2 separate regions of the Sus scrofa genome follow, and region 1 is linked to region 2. The links are chromatin contacts, called in public HiChIP or PLAC-seq maps. All regions are on one chromosome and are shown on one strand. The core of a region is the stretch at or near the end of the contact, and the rest is flanking DNA. Distances in the headings are between cores, read along the strand shown.

Region 1 (7,590 bases), core at 4,028-6,527, 84 kb before region 2:
TCTCCAGGCCTACACGCTCAATCTGAGGTGCATTCAAAAGTCGTCATTAACACAATAAAAGACACCTTGATCGCTCTCTTCTCTTGGGAAATTCTCTTTGGGAACTGGAGCTCTGTGCTAGAAATAGGGACCAAGACCGGATATATAATTCTGATTATAAATCACAATATCACAATGAGTCATCATTAGATGACTCCAGGAGTCCCTTATTAAATTGTGTGCGACCTTTGTTAACTAAAAAATTAATCAATAGCTAATCTAAGAAAGAAACGGAAATTTTTATTTGAGCCAACCTGAGGATTATAACCCAGGAGCCAGTCTCTCATAAAGCTCCGAGGTCTATTTCCCTCTTTAGAGGTCAAGATAGAGTTATATAAGTTTTTGAGAAAAAGGGCTATTGTTTCCACAACCTAGATTTACATGCGACAGACAAGTGGTGGGTCATGGCCCTTTACAAGATTAAGGCAGGAAGGTTATCTCCTAGGGAATTCTAACCCTTGATGAGATTAAGAAAGAATGTTATCTGCTGAAGAGGTCTCGTTAAAGCAGAGGCACAACAGGTGCTAAAGGGAGGCAGGAGGCCCAAACAAACAGGCAAAGGAAAATTTTGTTTAAATTTTTCTTGTCCTGCCATAACATACGAATTCGATTTCATCAATTTATAGAAAGGGTCTTTTCCACTGCCCCCTAGGTCCAGTCTCAACCCTTCTTCAGTCAGGTCTGTAGGGGGACTGACCCATATGGACTTTAACTTCCAGTTGGGTTCAACCAGTGAGGTTCCCTGGTGGGGATCAGAGGAAGACCATAAGGATGCTGTTAAAACTGCTCAACTTCAACCCTGAAAGGTCACCCTGGGCTGCTTGGGTCCTATGGCCAAAGGTCACAGCTCCTTTTCTGGCAATCTCCTGCCTCCCTGGAGAGTCTGCTCCCTCCCTTCATCCTTCTGGGAATAGGGTGGGAAAAGCCCTGAGACTGCCACCCCTTGTGGTCTCTGCCTACATACTATGCACACTTGTGTAAATAGTGATAGGTTCCCATGAGGATGTAGACAGACCCCTCCACTCCCCAAATGTGGCTGTTTGCCTTGGAGACCTGCTGTGGACACCCTCTCCCAGAATGTTGGGTGCTCAAGTTGGGCAGTAAGAAACAATGGCCTTCGGAAAACAACTGTCTGCATAGATTAACCACCTACAAGGATTAACTGCCCTCTGTCAAGGGACTCAACCCCCCTACCCTCCCTTGACCTTCCGCTCCTCCTTCTTCATTGTTCCCGCCACAAGTTCCCATCATGAACTCCAGCCACAGATCTTTTATAAGCCTAGTGCGCTCCTCACAGTCGTGGATGGTGCCATCTTGAGCTCAGCCTGTCCCCCTCTGATGATAAATCTCTCTTGCCTTACCAACTTGGCCTTGCGTGTTCCTCCCTTGGCAAACCTAACAGATAGTACCTTTATTAAACCAACTTTGAATTATCCTAATTGGGATGAGCCATCTGTTTCCTCCAGGGACTTTGACAGATACTCCTTGATAGAAACAATTTACTAAGCTGTTATTGGCCATAAACATCCAATTATAAATTAGTTTATGAGACTGATTTTCAAGGTATTAACTACCTAAGGTTGGGCTCGGAGGGAATGGGACCTAGGATAAATAAATCTTCACAGAGATAGAAGAGAAACAATAGAAAGCAACAGAAAGAGCGAGAGGTTTGAAATTAGGAGATCTCAGGTTTGAAATTAGGAGAGGAGGATACAACACCTCTGGGCCTCATTTTTCTCATTTGTAAAGTAAGAGTTTTTAAATAGATCGGTGGCTTTCAATTTGTATTTCAGAAAACCTCACAGCTCCGCAGAAGAACCTCTGTGTCCACCAACCTGGGAGGGGAGAGATGCAAAGAAAAGATAGGAGGAAAGAGACAGAGCCCCACCTTACTCCACCCTGAGCAGCTCTGCTCTCTGCTTAAATGTGGAATGAGATAACCGAGGATGTGACTGAGGAATCCAGATCAAGGACAGGCTTCTTTGTTCTGGAGATTTCTGAGGTCATGGATGTAAGACTTGATATTCCTGTTGCCAGTCCTCTGAGGAAATGTGGGTTTTAGTGTGTGTGTGGGTGGGTGTGTGGGTGTGGGTGTGGTGGGGATTTCTGCCCTCTGTGTGTAGAAACACTGGGTGGGGAAGAACATCCTTCCCTCTTCTAGGACCCAATGGAGGACAGTCCAGGCAATACTGAGGGCGATGGAAACTAGTCCAAATCTGAGTCCCTACTCTCCCAGCAGAGACCAGGAGGCAAGCCAAGTGGAGGACTGGTCCCAGCCTGAGTCAGCCTTCTGGCTTTCATGGACTTATTACAGAGAGGAATCTGGGGAAGGGGGAAAAAAAGGTTTTTTCCTGTGTGTGTGTATGTGTGTGTGTGTGTGTGTGTGGTTAGTTTTAATGTTAAAAGGAAGGTATTAAATTTTAGACCCCTATTTGGTAGAAGTGACACATATTCATGATATACAGACAGGGTGTAGCACAAGAAGGGCGCTCGATATCTGTGGAACAAATGAATGTCTGGATGAACGAAAAGTGGATGAATTCTGAGTAACATTGCATTAGAAGATAAGGATTCTGTTTTTAAACATACATGTGAAAAGCAGTAAGCTTGTTCGCATTAGAAGTCTGGTTAACTCAGATGGCCAAAGAGCCTGAGCATACCTACTCTGGCCAGATTCTTGCAGGTTCCTCAGGGACTATCAGTCAGTAAGGGCTACAGGCCACTGGCAAGAGGAGAGCAGGGGAAGAAAAAACGATAGAAATATCCAAATTGCAAATGATGTACACTTTAACATCTTTGTCTTTGGCGTTTTCTTTCTATTACGGTTCCACAAGGTCAAAGAAAAATTTTGATTATTTAAAGCTGCAAAGTAGAGTCACTGCATTTGTTTCCTAACTTTTCATTTTGAAATAATTATAGGTTCACAGGAAATTGAAAAACTAGTACAGAGAGACTACTGTACTCTAGAAACTCTCTAGCATACAACAAAAATTTTTTAAATGTAAAATAAAGTTAAATATTTGGGGGCCACTTTATTCCATTTAATTGTTTTTCTGAAATGCTGATTACTTTAAAACTTAGGATCCAACAGACATAACTGATCATAATCAAAATGGCATCTCAGACACACTTCTAATTAAAGAATCAAGTTGGCATCAAGAAAAGGCATTGCTCTCTCTCTTCCAGACGATAAGCTTTCAGAAAGAGGCCACTCAATAGGAAAGTTACAGGTCTAAGGGATTGTATTTACAGTGTCTCAAAAAATCGGAGTCCTCTGTGAAACTATTAGCTGCCTGGTTTTCTGGAAAGCAACCAGTAGAGGGCACTCTAGGCTTCAAAGACTGCAGAAAATGCTCCAGGATCCCTCCAGAAGCCTTAATCTTTATCTTCTGAAAGATGCTTTCATCTTATTGCTTGCCTACTGGATGACTGCAGAGTAGTTTGTTGTTGTTGCTGATTGGTTTTTTAGTGATGAAAATAAAAAATTATGAATTCCCAAATAGCCATGTTAATATTATACAAATATATATATTTTTTTAAATCCAACGTTCTTACATCAGTGTTCCCCAGTTATTCAAAGTGATCTTTGACTCTGTCACTTAATGACACAGGGTTCTGGGAGATAATGATTGTCAGGATTTCATAACTCTGAACACTCTTGCCTGAATCCACACACATTGCCTGAACTTAAATATGATGCAGATCTTTTCTACACTAGCCTTTAATTAAAGGCTAATTAACCTATAACCTATAAAGCACTAACATTGCTCTGAGCAGTTTGGCAGTTTGGCAGGAGAGCAAAGCACGCCCTTTTTTCACCTTTTATAAACAGTGTACAAAATAGGATTATAATTTCCCCATGAACATGCCCAGAACCTCATCAGAAATAAACCAGTGCGTGCTTTAGATGCATCAAAGTTCCTCTGCAAGTGGGAGGAAAACCAGTGTTTGCCAAAGACCTAGTGTATATCAGGCGCTTGCTAGATGTTTCCCTCTCATGATCCCATTTCAGGCTCCTACTGTCATGTCTACTTTACTGCTGGGAAACAAAATTGCTCAAGGACATCCAGCAAGCTAGTGGCCAGGGGAGAAGCAAACCCAGATGTTTCTGGCCCCATGCGCCCTGTACACAGAGGAGCTGCCCTGGTCTGTGTTCAGTCACTCTGCCACCTTTTCCCCTGGCACTTTCTGGGACTGTACTTCACAGTGAGGTTTGGTTTCCGTGATTCCTCGTTGTCTACACTTTGGAATTTGCCTGTTGATTGAATATACCATCTGTTGTTATGAAACTGCCCCAAACCAGGGTAATTAAGAAAGCGATCAAGCGAGAGAGCGAGCAAGCTTTTTGCTGGAACTAAATAATGGGGGGGGGGGGGGCTGGGCAAGGGCAGTGAAGGGAGACTCTTGTTTTTTACAGTCATTTCTGCAATGTTTGAATATTTTATGATTTGAACATTTTCACGCAGTACTTTAGAAAAAAAAAAAGAAACTTTCCAGGAAAATATGAAAAAACAATGTAGAAAGGGCCACCATGAAGTATATATTCTATTTTCATGATTATATTTATAGTAACTTGAAGATAAAGACCTCTTTTGAGAGAGGGAAAAAGAGGACCAAAGTTTCATTATATGGCTATTCTCCTCTCTTCATCCCTCACACCCCACACACAGAAACACAAACAAAAGCCTCTTATTGTTTCCCCTGACGGAACAACGATGACTAAGTGAATAAATCATCCAGTCACCAAAACTTCATTCCCAGTCATTTGACACCATTTAGGGAATACTATGTTGGAAATGTGCAGCTGTTCGAATCCCCACCAGCACCACCCCTTCAGACGAGAGGATCTGAGGAACAGGAAAGAAGTGGTCAATACTACAGTTTCTAAATGAACTGTGGAGGTTTCATTCAAACGGTTATGCCGCTAATCTGAAGGTGAAAAGGGTGAAAACATGTTTCTCCCTATCCTCTCCTTACTTCTGGCACAGAATTATCTTCATAATAAATTGAGGGAAATAAGCTTAAAATTTTTAGGGTTAAATTTACAAACTACAGCCCGTTAAATTCATTTACGGTCCTGTAAACCATTTTAAAGTAAGGTTTGTACCAGGAAACTGAAGTACTATGTAGGTAAATTTTAGACACCAAAAGGGTTTAATAATCTCCCTGATGATTCAGTATCTGCTGAGAAGAGTTTGCAGCAGAGAAACTCACAATAGGAACAGTGTCACGACACTTCCCCCTTCCCTATTACTCATACAGCTTTGAAACCTCATTAGAACTGGTGCATTGTGAAAGCTCTATTTATTCTAGGTATTCTGGCAAAAATTCCCTTGTTAGGTAGCAAGAGCACCTCAAACCTCTTTTCACCTTCAGCAGTCATTATCCTATTTTCCCTTCTCTCACCACCTGGGGTGATGTACTCAGCAGTGTCTCCTGTGTGGGGCAAGCTTTGTACATATATACATATATATTGTGTTATATGCGGATTGTGGACGTGTGTACATACATGTGTGTTCGTATGTTTTCTCTTAAGAAAGCAGATTTGCCTTCTCCCTGCCTTTCTGGTTTTCTGTCTTAGTAATTCTTTAAAGTCATTGAGCTACTGACTTATAGGCTTGTTTTTTGCAAATTTTTCAAGGTAATCATACGTTAATAAGCTGAGTGGATTTGCTGCAGTCATTGTGACTATGTTTACCTATTTGATATTTTAACTTCATTTTCTTTTTTTTTTTTTTTGTCTTTTTTTAGGGCTGTACTTGTGGCATATGGAGGTTTCCAGGCTAGAGGTTGAATCCGTGCCGTAGCTGCCAGCCTACGCCACAGCAACGCCAGATCTGAGCCACACCTGTAACCTACATCACAGCTCATGGCAATGCCAGATCCTTAACCCACTGAGCAAGGCCAGGGATCAAACCTGAGTCAGGCTCATTACTAGTCGGGTTCATTACCGCTGAGCCACAATGGGAACTCCTTCATGGCAAATATGCTTTTCACAGAGTTTAATTCATCAAGTTAGGTGGGCATTTTTTTTTTTGGTCTTCTTAGGGCTTCACCTGAGGCTTATGGAAGCTCCCAGGCTACAGGTTGAATCGGAGCTATAGCCACTGGCCACAGGCACAGTCTTACCAGATCCAAGCTGCGTCTACAACCTACACCACAGTTCACGGCAACTCCGGATCCTTAACCCACTGAGAAAGGTTGGGGATTGAACCTACGTCCTCATGGATACTAGTCAGATTCGTTTCAGAAGGATGGCCTCTTATTTTTAATAGTATGAGAATTTATTATTTTATGTAACAAGAAGTCCAGAGGTGGGGCGGTTTTGGAGTTGGTTAATTCAGTGGCTCAATGTTGTCAAGGACACAGATTCTTTCCACTTGTTCCCTGGCCATCTCCGCTGAATTGGCTTTTGTCCTCCTGCTTGTCCCTTCACGGTCACCTCAGCAACTTCTCTTCCTGATGATTATTTGGGATCCTTTCTCCAGTTTCCTTTCCTAAAGAGTCTTGCCTCAGGAGACCTGAGGTCTGGGGTTCTGCACCTCTAGCCTGCCCTCTACCCCTCCCCTCCAGAAGGCTAACTGATCTGACTCCAGCCGGCATAGCTCTGGGTCCCAGGACCCCTCTCCTGGCCTGGTCTTGAGAATTAATTTGTACCTAGAACTAAAAACTATACACAGCTCAGGTGGGATTCGCTGCTTCTTCCTCATCACTTGGGTACTCCCTCCGCTGCTTGCTCTAGGTCTCCAGCCTGCCCTCCTGCTTCTCCTCTGGCCTGGAAGTCTTCTAGGGTTCAGACTGGCCCTCCTCAGAGAACAGTGTCTCCCCTGAGCAAGTTACCAACGCTGTGTCTTCCCCTCTCACTCCTCTGTAGTGACTTTCTTCACCTCACCTAGGGAGAGATTGAGGTTCCCGTCTTCAACTACAGCCTGTTGTCACCTGGATGTTCTGTCATTACTTTGACTTGAACATGCTCCAGGCTGAATTCCCCCCCATTCTTTCCCTTCCCAGACTTGTCACTGTGTGGCTGCTGTTAACATTCATTATTCTATTGAAATATGGTTACAGCAAAGAACTGAAAAATAATGGGATTATATTCAGTACAAGACACCTTTTTTTTTTTTTTTTTTGTCTTTTGTCTTTTTGTTGTTGTTGTTGCTATCTCTTGGGCCGCTTCCGTGGCATATGGAGGTTCCCAGGCTAGGGGTTGAATCGGAGCTGTAGCCACCGGCCTACGCCAGAGCCACAGCAACGCGGGATCCGAGCCGCGTCTGCAACCTACACCACAGCTCACGGCAACGCCAGATCGTTAACCCACTGAGCAAGGGCAGGGACCGAACCCGCGACCTCATGGTTCCTAGTCGGATTCGTTAACCACTGCGCCACGATGGGAACTCCAAGACACCTTTTTTTTAAAGTACGTGGATCAAAAATGAAAATGAGGAGTTCCCATTGCGGCGCAGTGGAAACGAATCTGACTAGGAACGATGAGGTTGCAGGTTTGATCCCTGGCCTTGCTCAGTGGGTTAAGGATCTGGCGTGGCTGTGAGC
Region 2 (7,357 bases), core at 3,487-5,986:
GGCATCCTTGTCTTGTGCCAGATTTTAGTGGGAAGGCTTTCAGCTTTTCTCCATTGAGTATTATATTTGCTGTGGATTTGTCACAAATGACTTTTATTATGCTAAGGTATGTTCCCTCTATACCCACTTTGGTAAGAGTTTTGATCATGAATGGATGTTGGACTTTGTCAAAAGCTTTTTCTGCACCTATTGAGATGATCATGTGGTTTTTTACTTTTCTTTTGTTAATGTGGTGTATGATGTTGATTTATTTGTGTATGCTGAACCATTCTTGTGAACCTGGGATGAATCCCACCTGGTTGTGGTGTATGACCTTTTTTATATGTTGTCAGATTCGGTTGGCTAAAATCAACAGTGTTTTAGACGCAAAGAAATAAATAGCTTTCATTAGCACAACTGACTGTAATTGTCTCTTACCTGGCAGCTGCTTCTTCCCTTTCTTTTCGATGTTGTTCTGCTTTTAACTCCCGGAACTCCTGCTTTGCCTGTCGTAATATGTCAACATAATCTTCAATGAAATCCCTAGTAGAAACTAGGGTCAGTAGTTTCCCACAGAGAGCATGAAGAATCTTCATTTTTTCTCCTGTCAAAAATTGGTAAATAACTTCTGGATTATCAATGACAAAATTTTTAATTTATACTTAATGTGAAAATGTTTAATACAGAATAAAGTCTCTCGAGATGGCATGTCAATGGCATGTCAGATTGAATCCAATTTAACAGTTACATGATATATAAGGCATTTCAATATTAATGACTAGCTTATATACTAGCTCAACAGACATGAAAATTTTTCTAATTTCTGGAGTTTTCTGGTGGCTCAGTGCATGAAGGATCCAGTGTTGTCTCCGCTGTGGCTTGGATCAAAAGTGTGGTGTGGATTCGATCCCTGGCCTGGGAACTTCAGCATGCATGGGTGTAGCCCCAAAAAGGTTTTGCTTTTTTTTCCTAATTGCAAAGATTTTAAGTTTTAATTGTTAGGCTTATATACGAAGTTCAAATCAAAACTAAGTTATAACCACATGAATTAAAAAAAAAATGACTCTAGGCAATTTGCTACTCTGAAAAGACTACAGACACCATAAATTATAAAAACTGTATGCTGCCGCGGGAGCGGCCCAAGAAATAGCAACAATAACAACAACAACAAAAAAAGACAAAAGACAAAAAAAACAAACAAAAAAAAACTGTATGCATGTTAGGTCAACTATACCTCAATAAATAAAAATTTTTTTAACTATATGAATGTTAGGAATTAAGGTACTCTTATTTTATGTTTGCTTAAATAAGCATATTAAATTAAACTCCATATATTTGTACTTCCTTTTTTGTGTGTGTGTGCTTTTTAGAGCCGCACACGGGGCATATGAAGACTCCCAAGCTAGGGGTTGAATCGGAGCCATGCCAGCCTATGCCAGATCTGAGCCGCATCTGTAACCTATACCACAGCTCACAGCAACTCCAGATCCTTAACCCACTGAGCAAGGCCAGAGATCAAACCTGCAACGTCATGGTTCCTAGTCAGATTCGTTTCTGCTGCGCCACAATGCGAACTCCTATATATTTGTACTTTTTTTTTCTACTTCTTTTTTTTGGTTGCACCTGTGGCATATGGAAGTTCAAGGGCCAGGGATCGAACCTGCACCACAGGTTCTTGTCACCCAAGCTGGTGCAGTGATAATGCAGGAGTCTTAACCCGATGCACCACAAGAGAACTCCCATGTACATTATTATTCTTATAATTAAAAACGAAGTAAAAAATAACTTCATCTTAATTTAAATACTGTTCCACATATTTCACTTACTTGAGTCAATGTTAGAATTTAGCAGCTATAGCTTACATTTCTGATTTACAAATAAATAAAAGTGAAAGCTAGGTAATTCTCACTTATCCTTTTAAACTTAGTAGAGTTAGTAAACTAATGACAATTTTTAAAAATAACAGAAAATCCAAATGAAAAAGAAAAGAAAATCATCAATAATTAAAGCTAGCATGAATAAAAACAGTAGTTTCAATTTAGAACACCATTTTTATTGTAACAATTTTTTTAAGACTGATTTTCTCTTTTTCTTGAATAGCATCTAAAATTTCTTATCAGTCACCTAATTTTCTGGGCATAAGAAGATAAGAGGGTAGGAGTAGACAGGTTATACAAATTCCAACTTGCAAAGTTTACCTGGTGTCAAATCATACACTGAAGTGCTTGACAGTTTCTTCACTAGACTGGGATTGCTTAGACGAAGCTCCATGCAGGCGTCATCTGTAGCATCAAATCCTCCTCGTTTTTGATATCTGTACTTTGCATTTGCTGATGTTACATCAGCACCTGAAGCTAAGATGTGTAGTCTGAGGATTTCAGAAAGAGTGCAGCTATCGAGATCCAAGCTTTTCAAACTGCAGCCTATAGTTGTTAAAAATGAAATAGTTATTTAAAATATAAACAACAAATCCTCAGCAATGTAAAATATACCTTTATAAAATTAAAAATAAAAAGCCAATAAAAAAAAAAAACCCACACATACCCTGATGCAACTGCGGCCATGCAGCTGCCAAAGATGCAACTGCAGACAGTGCAGATTTTGTAGGGTCTGCATCTTCATCCAAAGCCTCTGTTAAATCTTTAAGGAAATAAATACTTTATTCTAGTGCAAATCAAAGCTTGAATATTTGGGAATAATGCCCTTTTAAAATGATGAAAGAAACAGCAAACAACTTAACATTCAGGAACCTCAAAAGAGCCAACACTAAGTACAACAAGCAGCATTCATATTCTGTCTAGTCTGCACATCCAACTATAAATCCTAAGACATACGCTACACACTTTTCCCTTACTTAACACGAGAAGACAATTTCCAAGTTACCAACAAGATGCACATACATATTCCCCAAGAGTGGTAAAATGCACATTAGAATGCAAAACGAATCTCCTTGATCAATATAACTTTAGGAAAGTCTACTTTGAAAATCAGAATCTATTTGAAGACGCCCAAATCTTTTATAAATATTTTAAGATTGAATAATAACAAAGTATAAGTTGTAACCATCACAAAAGCAGCACAGAAAAGGAGCTAAAGGAACTAAAACAGTACAGTGCTGTCACTCAACCACAGATTTATCCTCTTCATATAAATTGCTTGTTTTTATTTTGAAAACTCTTCAATCCAAGAAACAGTAAGAGTATCTCCCTATGTTTTCCAAGTAAATTGCTTTAGCTCTGAAAACAGTGCTTAGCCTACAAAGCGGACTAAAGAGCAAATCTAATGGCACAAAAATGTATTTACACTGGCATATATATATATATATATATATATACACACACACACACACAATTATTCCTTATGTAGATAACAAAAAATTTAAATGTCACCTATGAAAAAACTTTAAGCTTATAAAAAGCCCTTCTGTTGTATCACAGTAGAGTGGACACAGTTTCAGACTAAAAGTTGGATATGTACACTTTATTCTTAGCTCTGCCCAGTTCCTAGTTATGTAGCCTTTAGACCAGTCACTTAATTGGCTTCATTTTTCTTAAAGGGGTAAGTCTAGATCAGCAGTTTTCAAATTCTTCAAATATTTCTTGGAAGCACAATATAAAAGATGCCCTTGTTAAAGTCAGGCACAGAGATGACAATCCTGCCCATTCATCTTTCCAACTCTCCTGGAACAGCATGGAGGGACCCCTGAACAGACTGCAGGGCTCCACAGATTAAAGCTGGAAAATCACTGGGCTAACCTGGTTCTGTGTTCTTAACTTTCTACTACGATTTTCTCCCCCAAAGGTCACAAGCTGAAAAAATGAACCTTAGAGAACAGAAATGTTGTCCTTTACTAAAGGAAAAGGCATGAAAAAGTCAGTTCTGGGATTACGATCACTGACAATTTCATGGCATTAAAAGCATAAACAATACATACAGGAGAAGTTGTATACATGCAGAAATTATTCCTACCGGGCCATGAATCTAGTCAAAATGACAGATATATTCTTCCTCATCAAGAAAATACTAGACCTAAAGCTTTTTCAATTTTCATTTTACAGATAAAGCCAAACAAACTTAAAATTAATAGGCCCTCTAAAATTAACAACAGTCCTAGTTACAGGGCTGTATAAGTATACTGTCTCTCTCCCTTTGCACCTATCACCATACTCAATCTATTTTAGCTCTACAAAGTTATAATTTTCTACAATGAAGGCTACAAGGCCTTAGGAAATAGACAACTAACAAAATGACAGTTTACTTTCAGTTGTATTAAACCAACATGTTAAAATATATATTCTTTAGCTCAATTATCTACCAAATCGCACTGTCAAGAAATAAATATCATTTTAGGATTCACTGAGAGATAACCATTGGGTATGTCATCTCAAGAGAATACAGCTGAACTGTATATGTTATGACTTTCTGAAATAGATATATCTATCACCACTATAATCTAGAATTAGGTAAATACAATTTCAACCCTAAACAATAGCATCTTAGTAAAAACACAAACTATTCTATATAAAAAATTCTCTTGTTCATACACTTTGAAGGGCATTTAGAGGTAAGACAAAAGAGAGGAAGTGATATTTTTAATATGAGAGTTAAAAAATTGCTGATTAAAAAAAAAATCTGCTAATTAAGAGTTCCCTGGTGGCGCCACCTAGCATTTAAGGACTTGGCACTGTCAATGCTGTGGCTCAGGCTACTACTGTGGCTTGGTTTCCATCCCTAGCCTCAGAACTTCCTTATACTGCAGGCATGGCACTGGAAAAAAAAAAAAAAAAAAATCCAAATTGGAGTTCCCGTTGTGGTATTGCTGCGAGCTGCGGTGCAGGTCACAGATGTGGCTTGGATCTCTCTCATTGCTGTGGCAGTGGCAGTGACGTAGGCCAGCAGCTGTAGCTCTGATTTGACCCCTAGCCTGGGAACTTTCATATGCTGCAAGTGCAGCCCTAAAAAGCAAAAAAAAAAAAAAAAAAAAAAAAAATCCAAGGTTTGATATAAAAACATGGAGACCAAAGGCCAAAGAAATCAGATGTTCTTGAAGACAGATAATTACTTCTTTGCCATATTATAAGGAAATACAACATAGTCACTATGAGGCTCTAGACTAAAGTGCTTAAATTTGTAACCCATCACTTTCTTATTAGCCGTATGTCTCTGGGCAAGTTAATTAAACTCCCTGGGCACATTAAATTAAAGTTAAATTTAAAACTCTCTGGGCAAGTTAATTTAAGTCTAGGTTTCTTTATATGTAAACGGCAGAAAAATAGTTATAGTTACATCTACCTTACAAGGGTGGTATGATTAAATGAAACAATGCATCTATAGTGTCTTACTAGCTGTATGATCACTTACTATCTATGTGATCTTCAGTAAATAGCCTCAATGAACCTCAATGTTTTCATCACTAAGATAAATTCATGCTTTTCTGCCAAACTTCCCCATTTCTAAAAAATAGCAAGAAACACCTTACATAATAAGACTAGCTAATGAGGAAATAAAAGAACGTTCAATCCCATTCGACTATTCAGTTGCTTTCGGGAAGACTATGGAAAAGTTGTTTGTTGCTGAGATGGGAGAACATAGGAAAAATACCTGGAGGAACAGTATGGGGCCATTAATGAAAGTGAAATAACCATTTAAAATATGGCCAATAATAACAAGGAAATGAGGGAAGGGCAGAAAAATGCCAAACTATTTTTTTCCCTCTCTAACATTTAAATAACTAGTTTCAAAAGGGGTGTTAAAACCTTTTTAATGGCCAATACTTATTCATAGGTAGACTTTTCTTTATAGACAGTCCTGTATAGAAGCAGAGCTATAAAAATCACAGATCAAACAAATCATGAATAGAAAATATAATGGCCATACACACCTCACGGTTAATATATCTTTCTTTTACACCAGCTGATTTTCCAACACAACTTCCTTTTAACCCTACTTTCTGTCACTAGGACTGCTGAAATTCACCTGCTTCGAATCCTGAATTAAAGAAAGCTTTATCTTGTATTAAGGTCAGAATTTGGTCAATAACCCTGTGACAGTATTGGTCATTAAGACGACCTAAAGAATAAAAGAATGAATTTATGCTACAATGTCTATCTTAGATAATCCATCTGTAGTGTTAGTACTTGTCATTTTAGAAAATCTTTACATGTTTTATAGGTGGATTTACTCTTCTGTCTTCTCTTTAGTAGAGTCTCACCTAACTGACTAAATCATTTGAGTTGACAATGAGGACCACATTGTTAAAATGACCTTGATAAGGGACTTATGCCCTTTAAGAATGTTATTAGCATTCAAGCGAGAGAATATCTGAACTCAGGTTGTAATTTAAAAGGCAACCAACACTGGATACTTACTTATATATCATTGTCCTATTGCTTCAGCAATTAGGCATAAAGGAAATTAGCTCAAATTACCTAAGGACAACCATACTATCTGAATGGAGGAATGTCACATTTTTTTTCTACCAATATTCTGCTCTCAAGATATCTCCAAATAGTTATTTCTTATTGTAAATTCTTATGAAATACACTAAAGTATTGTTATTGTTAATGGTCCTATCTCGTATGTGGCAAAATTCAGAAAGTATTATGTTGGAAGTCAAATCAACCTTTTAATATAAATGCTTAATAATTCCTCTGATTGAAGTAAATACTAAATAAAAGTGAATATTTTCTGTATTAAAAATTAAAAAAGCTTTCCTTCAGAATTATTTCTATATTAATATGTACCACCCACTGACTCCTAAAATTTATCTGTATAAAATTTAAAGAGCAAAGTATTCTAGTTCAAACTAATTAGTGAAATTAAAAAATTAAATTTACTTAACTCTCATCTAAAAACTGTTAGATCTGGAATGAAATCAGTAGCAGTATTTTCAATTTAATTTATTAAAAACAACAACTGAAGTATTTCCTTATATGGAGGGGAAAAAAATCAGTGCTTATTTAGTAGAATTTCTCAGAATTACAGATACTGATCAATGAAATCTGTAATGCTCCTAAATCATAGGAGAAATCTAAAAGAATAAAAAGCAAGACAGACTGGCAGCAGTGGGGGTAGGGAGTGGGGGGTGGGGGAGAGCAGTATTTTTTAGCTCATTAAAACAAAGCTTTTCTAAAACTGATAATGTGTTGTTAGTATGTGACTTAAGAATCAACTAACTTGAACAACCATAATTTTGAACCATAAATTCAAGTTAATTTTAAAATAACCTTCAAAAATTAGTTTCACTACAAAGCTACAATCAGCTAGCAATAATATTTAATTCTGACCTTTGGTGTCAGCATCAGTTATTTGCTCTTTGGCTACTTCCTCTTCTTCTTCAGCTATCGCCTGGAAGATGGCAGTCAGGAAGAAAAAAAGC

Evidence for each region. HiChIP or PLAC-seq counts read pairs in DNA pulled down with a chosen protein or histone mark.
Region 1: a contact with region 2 is called in an H3K27ac HiChIP or PLAC-seq map of alveolar macrophages. The contact joins two enhancer-like sites. A contact is called at or near these places in 2 of 47 Hi-C or Micro-C datasets (embryonic fibroblasts and epiblast stem cells) and 1 of 2 datasets of contacts at active chromatin or transcription factors (alveolar macrophages).

Annotation. Positions count from the first base shown.
Region 1 is chr7:65,115,473-65,123,062 of Sscrofa11.1, reverse strand. All of the region lies in intron 2 of LOC110261575 (a long non-coding RNA gene), which reads right to left. Among named protein-coding and RNA genes, the nearest start is that of CFL2, 28 kb to the right of the region's middle. Within about 2 kb of position 5,277, at least 12 of the 83 cell types and tissues checked have an H3K27ac peak or open chromatin away from gene starts, as enhancers often do. A contact at or near this core is called in alveolar macrophages, where this site is marked.
Region 2 is chr7:65,030,955-65,038,311 of Sscrofa11.1, reverse strand. BAZ1A (bromodomain adjacent to zinc finger domain 1A) reads right to left here. Exons shown (of 27, transcript NM_001244159.1): 12 at 7,266-7,357; 13 at 2,524-2,619; 14 at 2,178-2,402; 15 at 418-583. Among named protein-coding and RNA genes, the nearest start is that of CFL2, 56 kb to the left of the region's middle. Within about 2 kb of position 4,736, at least 1 of the 83 cell types and tissues checked has an H3K27ac peak or open chromatin away from gene starts, as enhancers often do. A contact at or near this core is called in alveolar macrophages, where this site is marked.